Linked DNA regions of Mus musculus: region 2 is linked to region 1. A link is a contact called in public HiChIP or PLAC-seq data. All regions are on one chromosome and are shown on one strand. The core of a region is the stretch at or near the end of the contact, and the rest is flanking DNA. Distances in the headings are between cores, read along the strand shown. Region 1 has its middle 93 kb from the start of Gm26512. Region 2 holds the start of Dio2 (deiodinase, iodothyronine, type II).

Evidence for each region. HiChIP or PLAC-seq counts read pairs in DNA pulled down with a chosen protein or histone mark.
Region 2: a contact with region 1 is called in a RAD21 HiChIP or PLAC-seq map of pro-B cells, with 5 times the contacts expected there. The contact joins the promoter of Dio2 here to the enhancer-like site in region 1. A contact is called at or near these places in 1 of 39 promoter capture datasets (pre-B cells), 1 of 15 datasets of contacts at CTCF or cohesin (pro-B cells), 1 of 484 Hi-C or Micro-C datasets (nephron progenitors), 1 of 115 datasets of contacts at active chromatin or transcription factors (embryonic stem cells) and 2 of 9 other capture datasets (adipose tissue and liver).

What each region holds. Positions count from the first base shown.
Region 1 is chr12:90,644,135-90,647,079 of GRCm38.p6, forward strand. No RefSeq gene overlaps it. Among named protein-coding and RNA genes, the nearest start is that of Gm26512, 93 kb to the right of the region's middle. Within about 2 kb of position 1,562, at least 23 of the 459 cell types and tissues checked have an H3K27ac peak or open chromatin away from gene starts, as enhancers often do. A contact at or near this core is called in pro-B cells, where this site is marked.
Region 2 is chr12:90,737,675-90,740,619 of GRCm38.p6, forward strand. It overlaps Dio2 (deiodinase, iodothyronine, type II), which reads right to left and starts at 1,364. Exons shown (of 2, transcript NM_010050.4): 1 at 389-1,364. The coding sequence starts at 610. It overlaps Gm26512 (a long non-coding RNA gene), which reads left to right and starts at 533. Exons shown (of 5, transcript XR_872906.2): 1 at 533-626.

The DNA of each region.
Region 1 (2,945 bases), core at 312-2,811:
TGGCTTTTGACAGGTCACTCTTCAGATGAAACCACTGTTGAAACTGGAGTCTGATGGATGATCCTCCACAGGGCTCTCTCTGGGAATGAGAGAAAAGCCAACAAACAAAGAGCCCCTTGAGGGCAAGCAATTAGGGTGACGTTTCCTAGTTGTGATGCCTTCCCCCACCATTTCACTTCCTCTTCACTGCCCATCTTGACTTCTTCCCAAAGAGATGCCAGCTGGGCCACAGAAATCAGTGCAAAGCAAGAGACTTTAGAGACTGAGAGAATGCATGATCTGCCCCACAGGGCTCTGAGTTCATGGCATCCAGCTTCATGCCTACAATTAGAGATTACAATCATATTGCAAGACTAATTTTCCTTTCAAGTGTTGAAGAAAGACTACAGGCTTTTAGTGTTACCATTTAAGAAATGGATAGGTGTGCTATGGCTCTGTTTACATGAAGAGTTTGTAGCTTTCAGTACAGAATCAGAAAGTCAAGTTGACATTTCAGGATGCTGTTCAACCAAAAAACAAAATCAAAACAACAGAAAAATATTACTCTCACTGAATCCTGATAGTCGATTAGCATTGCATCTAAGCATTGCTCACCCCAGCAGTTTGGATAACTAATCGAGAGCATCTTAGGAAGACTTAGAATATTTGACGGTACAGCCATATGACTCCTTGGTTTATACCTAAGGACTCTATACCCTGTCACAGAGATACATGCCCACTTATGTTTATTGCTGCTCCATTCACAAAGGCAAGAGAACGTGACCAGCCTAGACATTCATCAACAGAATAGTGGAATATTCAAATTTTTGCAGTGGAATAATACTCAGCTATAAAGAAAAATGAAATGATGAAATTTTCAGGAAGATGCATTGATGTGAGAAGTATTATATTAAGTGAGACGATTCAAATAGAAAGAAAAAAATTCATTTTCTCTCTCATATATGGATTTACTTCTTAATGCTTATAGGCATATAAATGAGATGTTAAGAGAGTGTGAGTCCAGGCTGTGTAACTAGACAGGAGTCTAGGAGAGGATAACAAGAGATGCTGAGAAGGGATAATGGGGACAAAAGGATATTCATCATGTGAAAGAAGAAAGGAGAGTTCTAGGCTGGGTTAGTTTGGGGAAGGGGTAACAAAATTAAAATTTCTCAAAAAATCAGTAATGGCTAATATTTGTATGCTAATACTTTTTAATTAGACTGGGAGAAATGTATGGTCAGAATAAAAGATTAATATCACACCCATTTCAGAAGCAAGTTATAATGAGACTTCCTCCACACTCATCATTTAATTTCCCAAGACAGAAGCACACTGGGAACTATTTGTATCCAAAACATAAATGGAATATTCTCTTATGACCAGGTTGGTGGAGGCTGGAGCTAAATTTGGAATTAGTACTCTCCTTGGGGTTATTTTTTTTTAATCACTAGGGATGGCTGTGTTGCTAAGTTCACCAAGATTACAAAGGTTTTCAACCATCTCAGTATGCACATGGGTCAGAATGTGGTCCCACGGGGCAGCTGTCTCTTAACTACAAGTCCTAATCATATTCCCCTGGGGCTCTGCCACGTCACAGCTTGGTGAACATTGTTATCAAGACCTTATTTCGAGCTGTGGCTGCAACAATGGACTTATGCTCCACTTTTTTATTTTAACTTTTAAAATCAAGTCAGGTTTCGCTTGGCTTTCAGGGAGGACTTTTGATAACGGGGTTACGGACATCAGTGTTTTATTTGATTCTATGCATTTGTGATTTTTAAAAAAATCACCTGAAACTTCACTTTTCTAGAACTCTTTGAAACAGGCTTCTTCCTCCTGGGGAGGGAAAAACCAGCTTTCTTTCCCAGAAGAATTTTCAAGGTAAATCAGTCCCTGGGAACACAGGGATTGATGCTTACAAACCTCATCCTGTCCTCTGATCACAAGGCTCTAAAATGTAAATGCCTGGAAAGGAAATACAAAGAGGAGAGCCATCTCTGTTGGCCACCTCCCCTCAGTAAATTCCACTTCTCAGCTGCATTGTTACCTAACAGAAAACAAGCATATCATATCAAACATAGCATTTCTTCAAAAAATTAATTCCACATGGATATTTCTTCCTCTTCATAACTATGTAGTAGATTCAGATACATTTTTAATTAATAAGTGCCTGGGCACTTACTCAAACCTTGGCATTATCTTTGTCAGATGTCAGATGTGTACAATAATTTAAACTGGAGCTTAGAGGCCAAAGTTTTCAATTGTTCGTATCAACAGTTCTCAACGTGTGGCTCACAACACCCTTGGGGACTGAATGGCCATTTCACAATGGTTTTATACCAGATATCCTGCAGATCAGATATTTACATTGACAATTCATACCAGTAGCAGAATTACAGTTAGGATGTAGAGATGCAAACAGTTTTGTGGCTAGGGGCTCACCACAACATGAGAAACTGCACCAAATGGTCACGGCACTAGAAATGCTCTGTAGCATTCTGCTCTCCCCAAATAACTCCTGGAACATGTTCTGAGAAAATAGTGTGTGACTGTACTCAGCTTTTGTTTGTTTGCTTGTTTCTTTGTTTTGTTTTGTATGAGGGTGCTGTGGATCTGAATTTAGGGCCTCATGATTGTATGGCAAACACTTTACCAAACTGTACCGTCTCCCCAATCTGTTCACTTATCCTCATATACTTAAAAAAAAAAACAAACAAAAAAAACCTTCACTTGGCAAGCATAAAATAGAAAGCATGGCCCCTCTTGACTCATAGGTTAAAATCAAGACTTCTCACATAGGAAGAGGATGCTCTGTCAGCAGGTGCTGCCATGCCTCTCAAACAGACATAGACAAGCCAGTTCTTTAGAAAGAGCTCTCTTCCCCAAGAGACATCTAAAGCAGGAGTGAAAATCTAGGCAGGGGAAGTCAAAGGAGGCTGCAACCTCTGACTGTCCTGACTTCA
Region 2 (2,945 bases), core at 114-2,613, 93 kb after region 1:
CATATCACACATGTAAAGCAAAGCAGCAGAAACCAGCTCATATCAAGGGCAGAACAAATACAGCAAGTTCCAAGCCCCCCTCCCAGAACTCTGATTTTACCTACAGTTATTTTATACCAGCACAAACCCCTTCAACTGCCAATTCAGTGCAAAGTAACAGCAGCCCTCATTAAAGACTCCTACTGAAGTCACCAAGAGTCCCCGTGGCTCCGTGTCTGTCACTCCCAAATCTAACCTGTGCAACAGGTGTCCCAAGTGGCACTGAGACTCCGTGGAACATAGTCACTGGAGAGGACACCCCAAGTAGGACTCCCCAGAGCCAGCAGCCCCACACCTTCCACACCCCTAGCCCTTGCGACCCAGGAGAAGCTCAGTGGCTGCAGCTCACCTGTTTGTAGGCATCTAGGAGGAAGCTGTTCCAGACACAGCGCAGCCCTTCTGAGGTCAGCATGCGCCTCCACTCTCCGCGAGTGGACTTGGAGCGGCTCAGAAGCAACGCCACGTGCTTGAGCAGAATGACCGAGTCATAGAGCGCCAGGAAGAGGCAGTTGGAGAAAAAGACTGGCAGGATCTGCAGGGTGATCAGCAAGTCTACGCTGAGGAGTCCCATCTTCTCTGCCTCCTCGGTCAGTCTCCTGGGCACTCTGCTTCCCCAGTCACCTTCTTTTTGCAAAGGAAGGTGGTGGTAGAGAAGTGGGGGACCAAGGGGAAGGTTGGGAGGGGGGTGAGGGAGAGGGAGAAAAGCTAAATTAGAAGAAATCCCAACTTGTCTCTTCTTTGAAAGAAGCAGAAATGGAAAGACCAGGTTCAGGCTCTGCAGCCCAGCAGTTGGAGTGTACCCATCAATTCATTCAATTCCGAGATGCATTTTTTTCCAGGATTTAAGATGGTTTAAAAAAAAAAAAAAGGCACCACCACCAGCAACAACAACAACAAAAACCCTGGCGTGCCAGTCCCTAATCCAGTTTACCCCTGTCAGAGTCCGTTAAAGACAGGAAGTTCTACTTTCATTTCCAGGCACCTATGAGACTGCAGAGATGGTAAAAATTTTCTTTTAGCTTTTCATGTTCCTTTAAACGCTGTCTGGCTTCTTGCACTGCCAATTTCTTAACTGTGCTGTAAGGGTAGGGGTTGTTTGGTTTGTTTGGGGTTTTTTTCTTTCTTTCTTTCTTTTTTTCTTTCTTTCTTTCGCTCTGTCTTTACTCCGTTGTAAACATACTTTCTGTTCTCCTCCTCCCAGCCTGTCTCCCTCTGCCTGTCCTTTCTCCAGGTTCTCCAGGAGCGGCTGTCCTCTGCCCCCTCCCTCTGGCGTTTCCCTCTTTGCTATCTTCTGCCTCCGCTGGCTGCAGAGTGCCTCTCTCTGCAGCTAGTGAGTCTCCCTGAAGCCTTTTATACATTCCCTGGCTAATTGCTGCAATAGAGAAATGAAAGCCTAATCTTGCTAAAGATCTTGACGTCATTGAGAAAGAGGGCTTACTTTGGCCAGGAGTGCAGTGAGCAGAAAGGCAAAACTCTACAACTTTTTTAAAAGGAGAGGTGGGGGAGACAGAAGGATTTTGCTTTGTGCTTTAAAGGGAGAGAAAGAAAAAACGATGTTACCTTTGACAAGTCTCAAGAAATGCTTCCAAACTTAAAGAAAAGTAATTTGTAGACTAATATGTTAACACTTTCCTCTGATTATCATTTTTATTAACTTAGGAATTTTGGCAAGAAAGCTTCCTGGCAGGCAGGTAGAAAAGCGAAAGCGTGAACATGGGTGCTCTCTGCTCCATTAAAAAGAAAAAATAAAGCTATTAATGCTCCCGTGTGGGCGTTACACCTTTACACAGGATTGGTTTTTTTCTCACCCGATCTCATTCCTGGGTGTTATGAATATATTTTCAGTAATGATCTTATCAGAGGGAATAGAAAGTGAATTTTGAGTTGGAAATTTTATAAACTATTTGAGACCACCATGGTATATCTTTAAAGATTATTCCCAAACTGAATTCAAGTATTATTTTTGGTTTTACTAAAGCTTCGATATTACAACAACAACAACAATAACAACTAACCTTCCAGCCATGGAAGGAGCTGCTGAGTGACCAACTCTTTCAGTGTCATTTCCCTACAACACTGATAAAATACTATTTCCATTCATTGGCATTTAGATCCCAGGAGACTGAGAAATTGATTATTTATGAGAATCTCTTAAATTCAGCCTTTAATAGTCCAGAAGCTTTAGGGAGCCATTTAGTTTGCTTGGAGGAGAAGATTAAAAGAAAGTAAAAAGGCTATAGGTAGTTAGGGGCTATATAGGTAGTAAGGGGCTATATAGATGGTAGGGGTTGTAAGTGGCTAGGGGCTGTAAGTGGTTAGGAATAGAAACAAACCAAGAATTAACACCAGGTGCCCCTTGGGCCTCAGTGGACTCTCTTGCCTTTTAGTTCCCAGGACAGTTATTTAAACAGATAGAACCTGGCAGTGAGTTTCCACCCCTACCTCCTTCTACGTTTCCTCCCTCTCTTACCTAACAGATCACTTCTAGGAGTGACATTTTTCTGAGAGTAGTAGTGACAATTATAGACACTGGAGTGGAAACATAAATTGAAATTGAAAGTCAATTTGTTGAGTTTTCTATGTTCACAGAGCTCCTGTCAAGCTCGAGCTGAACAGTAGATGCAAACAGGTGGTCAGTCCCTTGAGCTTCTATATCTTGCCCCCGGTCTCCAACTCTGTATTGACAGGACTGTAAAGCCTAAACAGAGGTCATTCTTTGTAGAGAGCATGGGCTAAAATCTGCATATGGATGTATTTTGTTCAGCTGGTAATATGGTTCTGAAAAATAGTCCCAAGGAGAGAGTAAGCTCTATGTGACCCACAACTCTTGTCTTCTCTACACATTGCCATCTCCCGAGCACATAAGAATCCTGGTTGGGACATGTTCAGCTCAGTGGTGTTCTGAA